Regions from separate parts of the Callithrix jacchus genome. Here region 2 is linked to region 1. The links are chromatin contacts, called in public Hi-C maps. All regions are on one chromosome and are shown on one strand. The core of a region is the stretch at or near the end of the contact, and the rest is flanking DNA. Distances in the headings are between cores, read along the strand shown. Region 1 overlaps NFE2L2 (NFE2 like bZIP transcription factor 2). Region 2 has its middle 57 kb from the start of HNRNPA3.

Region 1 (7,709 bases), core at 1,418-3,917:
AAACCCAATTTTTTTTAGCCATTTTCAGGGAATGAAAATTTGTTGAGGGATGACCAAGCAACTCTTCAGGGGAAGGTTCTCAATCATCCACAAATTGACTCACAATATGATTAATTAATGATTGAGATTTAACTGGAAAGTACAATCACAAATGTGAAAATTGCCCTTGATAGATTCAGACCATTTGATGAGGAGGGAAGACATATTTTCAAATGGCCTGCATTAACCTTTATCTTCTTTCTCCTTTGCAGATTCAAAACTGAACTATCTTGCAAAAAATACAAGATATTGAAAGTTTTTATGAGCGCCCAGCACCTAATCCCAAACACGATTGTTCATATGTGCCTCATTGAGCAAATCTTTATTGAGGATCTACATGCCAGGTATGTGCTAAGCACTGGGCTTATTGTGGCAGAGAACAGATATGGCCCTGAGGTATCTGCTCTCCGAAGCTCACAGTCTCCTATTTGCGTATGTGTAATTCTCTAAAGCTCAGGAAAGCTGTTTTTCCCATTTTCTTTGGCATCACATTGTTAGGCTATAGAAATCAGAGAGTATGCAAACATTTTCTAAAATTACTCTGCCCCACAAAAGGGAAACAAAAATAACAATTTGGGGCCAAACAGAACTGGATTTGAATTCCAAGCCTGCCCTTTATGAGCTATTAAACAAATTAATTCTCTGAGCCCCTGTTGCTTTCATGAAATGGAAATAATATGTATCCTGTGTAAGGGATCATATCCTTATTAATATCTAAACAGAGACATTACTTTTGGGGTCAAAAATATGAATTATATGGTCCATCTCCTAAAATGCACAAAAATTATCAAAAGAGAAGCATTATTAATATTGTTCACTTAGTTTCATAAAGAATGTCACTTTCCAGAATTAATATAGACAGATATTCTTTGCTATTGACTTTTTCTTTTTTCTAAATAAGGCGAAATGCTCTAACAATGGATGCTATTACAACAGTTTCTGTTGTAATTTATGTACTAAATATTTACTATAGTAAATATATAGATGTACTATCTCTATTCTGTAAGGCTATTAGTTTCTTTTTCCATGGATAGTTTCCAAGGCCTTGCTCCATAGAAACTAAGCCGTATTATTTCCGTTTGGATGAATAAATCTAGTATAACCATTATTTATCTGTGTAAGGGATCTGGTAGTAATCTGTGTGTAAACTTATCACTCCATCTATTTAATGATTTGACAAAGACAAGGATCATGTTTTATTTCACTCTGTTCTCCCCTCCCAGTGATACCTTACACAGAATTAGAGCACACTAAATGTGTGCTGAGTAAAAAAAATGTCTTACTCTGTGCTGTTTGACATGTAAGCCGAGAGAGAAAATGTGGCATATGTTGTAGGTAAACTTACTTTGTTTTACCTGAGAGTAGCAAGTATCAACCAGATCCAACCCCTGTTACAATATTGCTAGAGACAAAAAGTAGATAAATTCCCGTCTCTACTCAAACCAAAACAAAACTTCAAAAATATTGAGACACAAAGAGAAGGAATAGGATGGGGTCAGGGAGGACTGGTGTTTGTGCATGGTGTGCATGCAGCAGGCCAACGTTCTTCCCCTGTCGTAACAGCTCGGGATGGAAGCACCACACACCACCAGGTCTATGAAAAACCCTGGGTTTCAAGGTCAAACAAGTTAGGGAAAGCTTGCCCAGCATTTTCCTCTCTCACAAGTTCACAGTGCACACTGGTAAATTAAAGCCTATAAAGATAACTGTTTAACATTGTTTTACCTTGCAATCCCCAAATTCATTTGACCAGTGTTTCACCTATAAACATGCCACAGATCTGGTTGATGCTGTGGAAGGCACAGACTTCAGGAAACTGCTCCCCAGTGTTGAAAGGACTTCTTTCTCTCGTTAATTCACAAAAAGCTGCCATTTCATTTCCAAATCCTACAGGATTTGGAATGTGAGCATTTCCAGCAATGTTTTAACTATAGAAAAGTGAGAACACTTCCTTACAATTTAGAGGTCCCAGAAAGGTTATACAACTGAAATTTAGGTATGTAAGAAGAGGTCAGTTCGAATCCAGGAAATGGCTTCCCAGCAATGCCTGGAATGTCCTCATAAAAACCAAGAAACAGATATCCGAGTCCTGTTTTGGATCTTGGAGAGACACAGAGATTGAAGAGAAAAACATAAAATTATAGTCCCAAATCTCACTGATGTTTCTTCCAGTTTTCTACAAATAAAAATAGAGTATCCATTTTCCCTAAACTCCATCTTGGGACTTTATTTTTGTGTGTTTCCATTCTCCTCGCTAGATGGCAGCACAGATGAAAAATGCCAGAAAAACAGCAGGCCGGCCTCAGCAGCAGCAAACTGCCATCAACAGCCCTCCCCCAACTCACCCTTCCTTTTTTTTTTTTTAAAGAAAAGAATCTAAGATACGATGGCTGACACTTTTTCCCAAATAGATTCAATCAGTTACATGGGAAAACAAAGAATAACTGATGACACACTGATACTGGTAAATGAGGGAACTATTTAACAGTGTCTCTCACATGTTACTTGTGTTTCTGTATCTAAAAGATAATGCAGGCATTGTTCCTAAGTCACGCAGAGGGTCATGTAAGCATGGCCATTTGTATCATTACACCGCACATCTGATAGGGCCGAACTCCAAGCCACCTGGTTTGCTGTAAGTATTGGATTCATTTAAGATCTATAATAATGCTATTTACTGACCCTCTTGTCAACCGATGCTGTGACACTGCTGTAAAATGATACCTGTGTCAGCAGATGCTGCACTGAAGCTTAGGAAGTTAGCATGAAGGTAAACACTTCATTAGAAGTATGCAATTTATGGGTGAATTAATAATGCAAGAGAAAAGGAGTAGAACAGACATAGAGAGACCTTTGTACTTTACATCAAACCCTATCAAAAGAGATTAAAAAAAAACCTTACTCTTCTGGGATTCACTGAATCTCATCATTAAACAATAAAATGGGGTCTACCAGCAAGATGTTCTCAACAAAATCTGCTAACAGGGAAAACATAAGAAAGCTAGACCCTACGATGTATGGCATTTCAAGGGCTCAAGAGTGTTCTAAAGAAAACTAAATTGTTAATGTATAATGAACTGGACAGAAGCTGAAAGGTGACCTGCGTCTTTTAAACAGCAACAACAAAAGATCACCATAGGGCTGGGCGTGGTGGCTCACCCCTTTAATCTCAGCACTTTGGGAGGCCAAGGCGGGCAGATCACTTGAGGTCAGGAGTTCAAGACCAGCCTAGACAACATGGTGAAACCCCATCTCTACTAAAAATACAAAAAGTTAGCAGACATGGTGGTGTGCTCCTGTAATCCTAGCTACACAGGAGGCTGAGGCACAAGAATCACTTGAACCCAGGAGGTGGAGGTTGCAGTGAGCCAAGATAATGTCATTGCACTACAGAAAAAAAGAAAGAAAGAAAGAAAAATATCACCATGGGAATAAAAATATATAGTACATAAATAAACCAACCTGAGGCCAAAACAAAAAACTAAATGAATCTTTCCTATTTAAGAAAACATCAATTTTTGCTGTTAGAGAATTTTTAAATTCTATCTCTATCCTTTTTTCTTTTTAATGAAAGCAATCTTTCCACAAGATTACTCTAAACACCACATCTTTCCTTGAATGAGTACCTTTGATAATTAGTGTGGGTTGAAATTAGTTAACTTTATAATGAGTCAGGCTGTCTGCCTTCACCAGCGCAGCTCCTAGTGCTCGAAGGATACCAAATGCTTTTTCCTGGGCCCAAAGTTTGGAGACAAAATCAAGCCCTAAAATGAACAGGCAGAGAGGCATTGAGATAACATGGCATATGAGGGAGAGAAGGAGCTGGGACAGGCCTGCATTCATCTCAAAGACCACACCAGTCCAGTGCTGCAGGCCAGCAACCCTCAGCTCTGAACCTATCCCTGGAATCAATACTCAGCTCATTCCTTCCAGAGACTCAGGAGCCTTGGAGGTATGACACACCCAGGACAAAGCTGAAGGATAAGAGACCTAAATGTTCTTCCACTCCCACTAATTCTGCATCTGTGCAGCCCACTAAACCCGCCATCCCTCAAACCCTCAGTATCCTTAATGTGTGTCCAAGAGGGAGGTCTTTTCAATGGGCTACCCTCTTATGAAGTCTCATCCTCATTCTAGACTCAGTTTCCCATTCCACCCTGTGAAATTGTGAAAAGAAATATATATTTGGTCTCTTCCCCTGGTTCCTGTCACATGCTCCTAAAACCTTTGGAATCTCCAGAGTGATAAGACTGTTCAGTATGCTAATAAGACATTGGTAGCTGGGGGGCCCAAATAGTTTCAAGAGGGGGCTGGTCACTGGAAAGACCAAGGCATGATTAGAGGGTTGGGACTTTCAGCCTTACCCCCCAACTTCTAGGGAGGGTAGAGGGGCTGAAGGTTGAGTTGATTATCAATGGCCAATGATGTAAACAATCATGCCTACCTAATAAAGCCTCTATAAAACCCAAAGGGCAGGGTTCTGAGAGCTTCCAGTTTACTAAATCTGTGGAGTTACATGGAGGGCAGAATGTCTAGAAAGGGCAGGGAAGCTTCATGCTTCTTCCCCCATCCCTCGCCCTGTGTACCTTTTCCACCTGGCTGTTCATCTGTATCCTTTGTAACATCCTGTATTAGTCCCTTCTCACTGCTATAAATACCTGGGATTGAGTAATTTATAAAGAAAAGAGGTTTAATCAGCTCACAGTTCAGCAGGCCGTTCAGGAAGCATAACAGCTTCTGCTTCTGAAGAGGCCTCAGGAGACTTACAATTATTGTGGAAGGAGAAGAAGCCCACACATCTTAAATGGCGAGAGCAGAAGGAAGACAGAGAGTGGGGAGGTGCCACACACTTTTAAACAACCAGATCTCACAACTACTCACTCACTATACAAGAGCAGCACAGGGAGGAAATCCACCCCCATGATCCAATCACCTCCCACCAGGCCCCACCTCCAACACTGAGGATTACAATTCGATGCCAGATTTGGGTGGGGACACAGATCCAAACCATATCACATCCTTCGTGATGGATGGGTAAATGTAAGTAGTGCTTCCCTGAGTTCTGTGAGCTGCTCTAACAAACGAACCCAAGGAACGGAATCCTCATGGGAACCCTCAATTTATAACCAGTCAGTCAGAGGTATAGGTAACAACCTACTATTTGGAATTGGCATCTGACTGGAAGCAATCTTGTGAGACTGAGCCTTCAGCCTGTGGGGAGACTGAGCCTTCAGCCTGTGGGATCTAATGCTATCTCCAGGTAGACAGTGTCAGAATTCAGTTAAATTATAGGATAATTGTGTCCCCTGAAGAATTGGTTGTAGGTGGAGGAAAACCTCCACACATTCTGGTGACTGAAGTGTTGTATTGGTTGAGTACGTGAGACTATGAAAAACTGTTTTTTTCTTATACATCTCTTACATTCCCTTTGCTTTGAAACTTTTTCTCTGTGACCTCAGGAATCTCATTCCATCATCAGCAAACTCCCTGATACACCCAGCCTCTTCAATGACCATTCTTTTTTTTTTTTTTGAGATGGAGTTTTGCTCTTGTTACCCAGGCTGGAGTGCAATGGCGCAATCTCGGCTCACTGCAACCTCCGCCTCCTGGGCTCAGGCAATTCTCCTGCCTCAGCCTCCCGAGTAGCTGGGACTACAGGCACGCGCCACCTTGCCCAGCTAATTTTTTGTATTTTTAGGAGAGACGGGGTTTCACCATGTTGACCTGGATGGACTCAATCTCTTGACCTTGTGATCCACCCGCCTAGGCCTCCCAAAGTGCTGGGATTACAGGCGTGAGCCACCGCACCCGGCCCTCAATGACCATTCTTTAGCTGTGTAGGTATTTCCATGAAACATACCTGACTTCTCAGTTTCTTGATTTCATCTCCAATTACCTTCTCCACTGTGCTTCAATCACTCAATCCCATGGCCACCACTAGACTGTGTCATCAAGCCTCTGAACCCATGACTTTCGAGTCCTCCCGTTCTTTTCATTTGGTTATTTTCACCATGTTTATTTCCCAAACTTATTAAGATCTGTAGTCTTTCTCCTTTCTCCTTTCCTCTTATCTATAATCCACTTGCTGTCCCCTATTCCTTCTCTACTGAGGAAGGACTCCATTGCTCCGAACATTGGCCTCTGACTAGTGTTCTCAACTCCATTACTTCATTATTTTTCTGTTTTATCTGCCTGATGAATTTTAGTGTGTACCTTGAACCCAGCTATCTGTCTTGGCCATTCCTTTACCTAGGCTGTTGGGCACTGTAGGAAAAAATCACCCTGTCACAGATTGGAGCTACCTTAAATTTGTGCCCAGCAACCTCAAGTGGGACCTCAGTGCTGCCTGCAATCCTACTCTATTACCTGGCCTGCTCATTTCCTCAGTCTCCAGAGGGGTATTTCAAGGATTCGCCTCTTTCTACACCTCCATGTGTTGGTCTCTCTACCCTTCTCATTCTCAGTTGGTGATTTTTCCCCCCACATATCAGAGTTGGGTGGGGTAGATGTTATGAGATGTGAGCAGTCTCAGTTTTCCATTATGACCTATACACTTTTTTTTTTTTTTTTGAGACAGGGTCTCCGTTGCCCAGGCTGGAGTGCAGTGGCATGATCATGGCTAACTGCAGCCTCAACCTCCTGGGTTCAGGTGATCCTCCCACCTCAGCCTCCTGAGTAGCCGAGACTACAGGTGCACACTACCATGCCTGGCTAATTTTTTGTAGAGATGGGGTTTCCCATGTTGTCCAGGCTGGTCTCAAACCCCTGGTCTCAAGTAATCCACCTGCCTCAGCCTCCCAAAGTGCTGGCATTATAGGCATGAGCCACCACACCCAGCCACAACCTATAAACTTACTTTCATCTTTACACATTTTTTTGACCTTGCCTTTTATTATAACAGGAAAACTCCCCCTACTTCTATCCAAGACCAATCTCTTGGCCGGATGCTCTGGGTCCCATCTTCCTCTGACTTCTCATTGACCTCACTCTCTCAGTTATTCCTTCACACTCCGACCTTTATAGTCAACTTCTTCCTGTCCACTGGCTCCTCCCTTCTCAGACTAAAAAAGCCACATTCCCTTCCATCTACCATCCTCTCTTCTCTTGCCAGCTAAACTTCTTGGAAAAGTTGTCCACTCACTGTTTTAACTTCCTCACCTCCCACTCACTCTCCAAAATTCCTCTCTCCAAAATAACCCATGGTCTCCATGCAGCTAAATTCAAGGGGCACTTTTCAGTTCTCTCCTTATGTGACCTGATGGCAGCACTTAACATGTCCTCCTTTTTGATACTTTCTCTTTCTTGTGTATTTATGGCACCATCTGTCTGTTCCCAGATATCTTTCTCCATTTCCAACCCTTCACTTGAGCTTCAGACCCTGTAGGTTCCACAGACATCTTAAACTCAAACTGAACTCATTTTCTCTTCAAATCTGGGTATCTCCTCCTGATTTCTCCCTGGAGGTAGCATGGACTCCTTGCTGCAGCTAGTCACTTGTGTATCATTCCTTACTGCTATCTTTATCATTCCTCATGTCCAGTTGAATCACCAGGAACTCTTGATCCTGCCACCTGAATACCTCTCCTACCTTATTTCTTGTCTCCTTCCCCTCTACTCTCATCAGGTCTCACCTAAACCCCTGTCTCCAGTCTTCCTCTCAAACCATTCCC
Region 2 (7,709 bases), core at 1,599-4,098, 170 kb after region 1:
GGAATGTAGAGAATCGTATACTGGTAAGGCTTGCACCTGAAAATGACACATGCCATTTTGCTGACTAATCCAAGTCACATACCATATTTAACCTCCAAAAAGGTAGGCAAGTAGTCTATTTTCCCTAAAAGCAGGAGAACCAGAATGTGTGGACACTCTCAATAATGACTACAATTTCTATCTTACCTAAGCCACTGTTATTTTGGGTTTTCAGCCAGTTGCATCTGCACTGAATCCTACTTGAGACAGGAATGATCACATCAATGCTGTGATAAGTAGGTTTAAACTAAGTCCTGTGAGGAAGGCTTTCACTGGGTGCACAACTTACACTCTGAAGGATTTGCAGGGATCACTCCCTGGGGCTTTTCTGGGAAGGAAGAAGCCACATCTTTCTTAAGATCCTCAGTCATCCTTGAATCACTGACATCTACTACACTGGAGGCAAAAATCTCTAAGAATTCTATTACTAAAGGTCAGCTTACCACCTCTAGCTCCTTCTAAGTCTAGGAATTGTTCCCTGTTCTTTTGAAAACACAGCTCAAGTCTTTTTCTATTCTGCTTTGTTCCTGCATTCAAATCTTACTCCTTGAGATCAGCCATCTTTCCTAGAGGCTCTAAATATGTCCTTACCTCCTTCTATTTGGCAAACATCTTCACTTGACCCTATGACACCTTCCAAATCTATAGACAAATGAGTTGTTCTCTACCTACTGTCTTATTGTTTTCCTTTTCTGAAACCCCTATGATGAGGCTTCTGTTTGTACCATTCTACTTAAGCTGTCTAAAAAGCCACTAATGGCTTTTATCAAGAAGCATTTGTCTAAAACTCTGAAATTTCTTGGAAATATGCTTTTGTATATTTCACATAGTGGGATGGATAACAGTAGCTGATTAAAAACAGTCACAGGTTTAGTAAAACATAGTAGAGTCCTTTCTGCGTTTGTGTAGTATGGGAATGCATTTTGATCTGCTACAGGTAAAATCATATGTCTGCCTGCTCCTGCCCCAAAACAGGAGCCATTTGCAGTACAAGGCCGACATATTTATTTCTTTAAATGAGCTATATTTTGCAACATACACATTCGATCTGTAATCCACAGTGTTTATTTAGTGGGTGTAGGTGTGACCTATAAGCATGAACAGTTCATTAAAAAACACCAAAACCATTTACATGTTATTCTCACAGATAAAAATTCTATAGACAACCAACAGAGGAAGTCTTTATTGTTCCTGGAGAGCTAGCCCATACACAGAAGGACCATACTTGCTCTTTGCAGTCTCATTCAGAAGCAGGAAAAAGGGGCTATATTGGATTTGAATATGAAGGACAAAAGCAGCTCTGGAGACATCAACTAACAGTCTGTGTTACAGGTTTAACACACTCCTTTAATCTCATTGGAAAAAATAATGAAACTGGTGAAAAGTATTTATGGAACTGGAGGAGAGCATATTTTGCTGGTTTTACTTTATGTTTGAAGTTTTGGGTATAGCTACGCCATAAATACTGAAATGCCTAGCATAAAGAACGCAGCCTGGGGCATACCCCATAAAACTTACAGTGCAATTAAATGAGCAATTTCCACTGGAAATAAAACGGGCATGTTGAGTGGAATATGAATTAAACCTCATATGACTCAGGCCTGCACTAGGCTTTAGAGAGTGATCTGCGGTTTCAGTAGCACCTGATGCAGTCCATCTATAGGTCAAGGCCAGTAAGTAACAAAAGATAACTGTAGTTAGCATGAACATTAGGGCATACCAAATTGTGGTTAATGTAGTTTCTCTGTCACGGTGTCTCTTGAAAGGGCCCAGTAAAATTACGACTGATAACGAAGGATTAAACCTGACCTTTCGTTACACCACAGACATCTTGAGCTTCTGGTTGGTTGTTATGCAGCATTTTTGACACTTCCCTCAAACTTCATTTTCACTTTCTCAATGTTCTCTCCTAGATCAAAGTCACCCAGTTGTCATTACAAAAGAGTTTCTAAAAGAGATTTCAACTAGAAAACCAAAAAGCCATCAAAACAAACATTGGTTTGCAGTCCAGGCTACTTTCTGTCCTGGTTCATTTCTGGGATCTTATTTGGAGATTAAAGGGTGATGAATGATTCCCTGATATCCTGAGGGAAAACCAGTTCAGGAGTAGACTTAGAAAAACCACATGTAGAAATCTGGCTGATAGAGGGAGAACAGAAGTTTCAATCTTATTTTTAGTGTAGAGTAAAGCAAGTCCACCCAAGATAAAGCTTAGCATTTTTCCTTTGAGGAATTAGGGTAAGGGTGAAGGAAGGAAAGCTTGACATTCTTCTGCCTATGAAAGCCAGAATAAGGCTCAGAGAAGGCAGTTCCTTCTTTTCCCAAGTGCCAGGCCTCCGCAGTCCCCAGAGGAAATGAGGGCATGGGGTGGGTAATAGGGCGTGTGATTTGAATGAGTATTCCCAGCCATTTAACATGTTCACAAGCCAAACTATAAAGTATTTCTTTAAAAAAGTATAGTATTTCACTGCAGTTTGAATGTACTTTCTTTTGTCAAAATAATCACTGTTCTTTATTTTTCTAATGATAAAAGTGTGTTACATATATAGGACATTTTCCCAAATGAAAAATAACGTTTTCTATGGCAGCGCCTACAGTGCTTGAATTTTTCACCTTGGATTTTATTCTAGCCAGACTAAACTCAGTATGTCTTACTTGCATAATGATAATTTACGTCGCCAACTAAACGCACTGTTTCCTGTTCGTTTGCCCAGGAGCCATCTTTTCCTAAAGTGAGCAATGTTTTGTGCATTTGTCTGGCTGGCCGAGGGCTCCTCCCTACAGATCCTGCAGCCATGGAAGCATCTGGAAGGACAGTGTTTGCTTGTGCAAGAGGGAAGGATAGGATGAGAAAAGCGAAAGCTTGGAGCGTCTGTGGTCAGAACAAGAAAGCTGAAACTAGTTGGGAGGAAGGAGTGTAAAAGTGAGTTAGGGGCTAACGCAGTTAAGTAGCTTTCCCTGTGACCCTGACGCGTCGGGCATTCCTGTCTTAGACTAAAGGCGTAATAAAAATAGGCACTTTATTTAGGTTACCAGAGCATTATATAGCCGGAAAGTTTTACCGTTTTATATATACAGTGAATAGTTTATAGAGGATAAGAAGACTTCCCTTTGGTTTATTTGGGTAAGATAAAAACCCATGAATTCTTCAAGGATGCATTTCTTTCTTTTTTTTCTAAAGACAAAAGCTTAAAGGCATAGATGGAGTTGTTTTCATCGGGATGTCACCCTCGATGCTGCTGCTGCTTTACTACATGTTCAGTCAAAATCATTTCATGTTTTCCTCGAACAACTACGATCAGTTCGAAAACAGCTTTGTTAATTAGCAAGAGATGACGCAATATATTACCGCATCTTTAGGGCTCTGGCGCCAGCTAGTGGTGGGAGAGGGGAGCCGCCTTGTCGCTCTCTAATCCGGGAAGGCGTCGGTCTTCTCCCCTCCCCTTATCCCTCATCCTCCTCATTTTTTTCCATCAGCATAATGGGGGAATCATTGCAGTGTGGCCAGAGAGGAGCAGACGAGATTATAGATGAAAGTAGAGAAAAACGGTGGGCAGGGGCAGGGAGAGGAAAGGCCAGACAAATGCAATCATTTCTCCAAAGGATTTGAGAAGAGATCATTTATTTGAAATATTCCTGCCATGTTGATGGAGCAGCTCAATCTCTTGCCAGTGAATTTTTAGCCGTTTGTTTTTCATTTGTAGATATGCTTGAACATATACTTAGGACACGTAATAACTATGGAACTTCATCACAAACACAGCACTGAGGACATGTTGTAAGTGTAAATTTGTGTTCATTTTTAAGTAGCAAATATTTCTGCTGTAACAGGCTCTGTTACCTCCTCACTGGTGCACTTCTGAGATGAATAACTCTCAAATGGTTAGTAAAGAAAAAACCTCTTAAGACGGTATTTGTAGATGGTACACTATGAAAAAAATATAAAATTTCCAGGCAAAAGAGACTTTATTTGGGAGGTATAAAGTAGATGTAGGTTTGGAGCTCTATCTATTCTCAAATAGAAATAGGTTGTGATGATTTACAGGAAAGCAGAAAACATACAGTATTTATTTTAAGAACAAAGAATCTTTGGCAGGCCATCTTTCTCATTTAATTAAGCCATAACGGATCTTACTAGGGTTATGGAGGGACTTCAAATGCTAATAAATAAAACCTGAAGCTGAGACATTTCTTTCACGAAATAGCTGGAGCTGTTTATAACTCTATTACTTATTGCTAAAATCAATTATTATTACTAATATTCCCCGTGGAATTTATTATGAAAACAAGCTGAAGGTTATAAAGAACTTTCCTTTTTAAATGTCATTCATATATCTATATTTATGTCAGTTATAGATAGTAAGGATAATCTGACCAAAACTCTTGTAATAATATTTTTGGAAGGCATCTGCCTTCCAAAATAAGAGTTTTCTTCCCTGTTTTTTTGTACTAGAGAGAAATCCTATTTCAAATTGCATTATTTCTTGAAAAATAAAATAAGCTAAAATCCCTATGTAATCTCTGTAGCTGTTTCCTGATATTTCCAGTGGCAGCTTTTTGTTTTCTGAAATAAAGAGAAGTTAAAATGTATCATCTGACATGTTTTTAAGATTGTGATAGTGAGAAGAGGTTCTACTGCAATCACTGGGTATGCTAATGTGAGCCAGACTTAGATTTCCATTTTAAAGCTAATAAAATGCGGAAGCCCAGTGGCCTTTAATATTTAAGAGGAGGTTTCGGGAAGGAAGACATTGTCACAGTCTTACCTCAGTCTAATGTATATTACTATGCTGTTGGAGAAATAACATTTAAAATCTTGCCTATGTGAGACATTACATAGTAAAAAAGCTGGTCATGGTGTTGGTGTGTGAAATTTATGCAGACTTATTTTGAGTATATTTTAAACTTTTACTAAAAACTGCATATTTGATATAAAAAATTCAGTTAATCTTGTTACCAACCAAGTCAAAATGGTGACATGTTCCTCTTGGTTTTAATCGTCTTATAACTTTTTATATATAACAAGGCCCTGTTTAAAAATCTAAAAAATCTTCAGTTGGCCTTTTCTCCTGTGTCCCTTTTGTCTTTTGATATAGACGCCGAGCTCCTGCAATTAAATAAGAGTTTCAAGTCAGTACCTGAAAAGGAATGTTACTACTGTTTTTTTTTTTTCTTTTCTTTTTAGAAAAAGCAAATTAACTTTAATAAGGCTCTATCAATGACAGTGGATTAATTGAAACACATGAGTGATAGAGTTGAATTGCCATAACATTTTGAGAATTACAGCAAAATAAAATAATTTATACTCTTTTAAAACAGCTTTGTACTATGTAAGTACCTACTTTAAGTGCTGAGTTTGTGATTAGGTCTATCTTTAAGACTGTTTAATGGTTGCCTTAAAAAATTTTGATGCCTACTATAAACCTTATATAATTTTCCATATGCTACCAAATAAATGCTTTGAAATGTCATTCCATCTTAATTTGAAATTTACTCATAAAGATTTTAAGATTTATCATTTAAATTTAATTTCTTATCACTTTTTGATATTACAAAATTAGAAAGTAACTTTATATGGGAAATGAACACATTTGAAGGAAGGAAGGGAAACATACCTGAATATATTTATATTTTTTCTCTTTAGCGATTGCTCTGATGACTTTGAAATAGTGATATTGGCAAATACTTAGTTCATTTGATTCAAATCCTTCTTTCGTTCTAAACAGTGCATAGAATTTTAGTTAAAGAAATAACCATAGGATATCATTTTTACTTGTGTGGGTAGATGTCTCTGAATGTGACAACATAATGACATACTTACAAGTAAGGACACTCACACATTCATTCTGATATTCACTTTTGAAAAGATAAGGTGTACTAAAATGTGTATATGTGAATAATTAAATATTTGTTTGGCTTCTAGATTACACACTTGTGAAATAGCACGATCTTCCCTTGCAGAGTGATGCTGGAGCCCTCGACAGATCCTCTCCTCAGGAGACACTGGCACAGTATGAGGGGGACACATCTGCCGGCAAAATACTACAGATGGTTCCCCTCATTAGCCTACAGAACTCCAAGCAGCCATCACGGAGGAGGCTTGGGAATCTCACTTGGACAAGATGTTAAGCTAGCCTCCTGTTCAGTGTCATTACAGTTTCTGCAAAATAATCTTAGTGTGCCCTGTTGGGCTGAGGCTGGTTTACATGTTGCACTTGCAGAGATTGGAGATGGCAGCACTGTATCTAGTTTGCCCAAGGGCATTTACATGATCTTTAGATTTGAAAAAGTTTCACAGCAAGCCAGACTTGGAAAACTTTTTTTTTTTTTTGAGACGGAGTTTCGCTCTTGTTACCCAGGCTGGAGTGCAATGGCGCGATCTCAGCTCACTGCAACTTCCACCTCCTGGGTTCAGGTAATTCTCCTGCCTCAGCCTCCTGAGTAGCTGGGATTACAGGCACGCGCCACCATGCCCAGCTAATACTTCTTAATCTAAATGCAGTGGCCGGACAGCTCCATTCTCCCTGGAAACTCATTACCTTTTGGAATTCCGAGCACTACTCACCTTCATGTTCACACTTCCTTATTGCATTAAATGCATTGGCACTCTCCTTTCTCCTCTTCCCCTCAGCCCACTGATTTATTGACATAATGGTATTTTAATTTTGTTTTGTTTACCCTTTGTTTATGAATCAGCCTTAAAATCAGGGCACCAAGCCCTGGCAACCGGAAATGTTAGTTAAGTTTAGCAGTAGAAACAGCAGGGGGAGCCCATACTGTTTTATGGTCTGCAGTTTCTCCGACTAGATTGTTATAATAATAATTATTAGAGTCGTTGTTTTACATTTATAACATAGATGTTTACCGTCTGTGTACATCATAACATAGATGTTTAGAACATGGGCAATCACCATGTGCTAGATGATTGCAGTTTTAAGTCACAGAGGGTCAATTTTTGTTCCTTAAGGATATCACTGACAATAATTGATAGACAAGAACTTGGCAGTAAGAGTTTTCTTCCCTGTTTTTTTTTGTACTAGAGAGAAATCCCATTTCAAATTGCATTATTTCTTGAAAAATAAAATAAGCTAAAATCCCTATGTAATCTCTGTAGCTGTTTCCTGGTATTTCCAGTGGCAGCTTTTTGTTTTCTGAAATAAAGAGAAGTTAAAATGTATCATCTGACATGTTTTTAAGATTGTGATAGTGAGAAGAGGTTCTACTGCAATCACTGGGTATTCTAATGTGAGCCAGACTTAGATTTCCATTTTAAAGCTAATAAAATGCGGAAGCCCAGTGGCCTTTAATATTGTTTCCTTATGCTTGATGAGGTCCTTGGGTCAGTAGGTTTTCACTATCGTAAAACAATTCAGAATATCTGAATTACATTTTGCTCTCTAAATAAACCATTTTAACATCTCTGGGCATACATTTTATATATTGTAGCTCATCCTAGATTATTCTGCTCTCCTGGAGGGGGAACCAACTCTAAAGTGATATTCACATGCCTTAATTGGTGACTTTGCCAGTAATTTCAGAAAAATCACCTTACAATATGATTCCTGATTAGGTTAACAAGAGTTTTGTAAACCTAATTTTATTTTTGATGATAAAGAATGTATTCCATAATTTTTGGATTTCATAAGAAATAGCTTAAAACTAAACATCAA

What was found. Hi-C and Micro-C count contacts between places; a contact is called where the count stands out from the background.
Region 2: a contact with region 1 is called in a Hi-C map of skeletal muscle, with 8 times the contacts expected there. The contact joins two enhancer-like sites. A contact is called at or near these places in 3 of 3 Hi-C or Micro-C datasets (induced pluripotent stem cells and skeletal muscle).

What each region holds. Positions count from the first base shown.
Region 1 is chr6:52,041,719-52,049,427 of calJac240_pri, forward strand. NFE2L2 (NFE2 like bZIP transcription factor 2) reads left to right here. Exons shown (of 6, transcript XM_054257494.2): 2 at 252-383. Among named protein-coding and RNA genes, the nearest start is that of NFE2L2, 60 kb to the left of the region's middle. Within about 2 kb of position 2,668, at least 5 of the 16 cell types and tissues checked have an H3K27ac peak or open chromatin away from gene starts, as enhancers often do.
Region 2 is chr6:52,215,788-52,223,496 of calJac240_pri, forward strand. No RefSeq gene overlaps it. Among named protein-coding and RNA genes, the nearest start is that of HNRNPA3, 57 kb to the left of the region's middle. Within about 2 kb of position 2,849, at least 13 of the 16 cell types and tissues checked have an H3K27ac peak or open chromatin away from gene starts, as enhancers often do.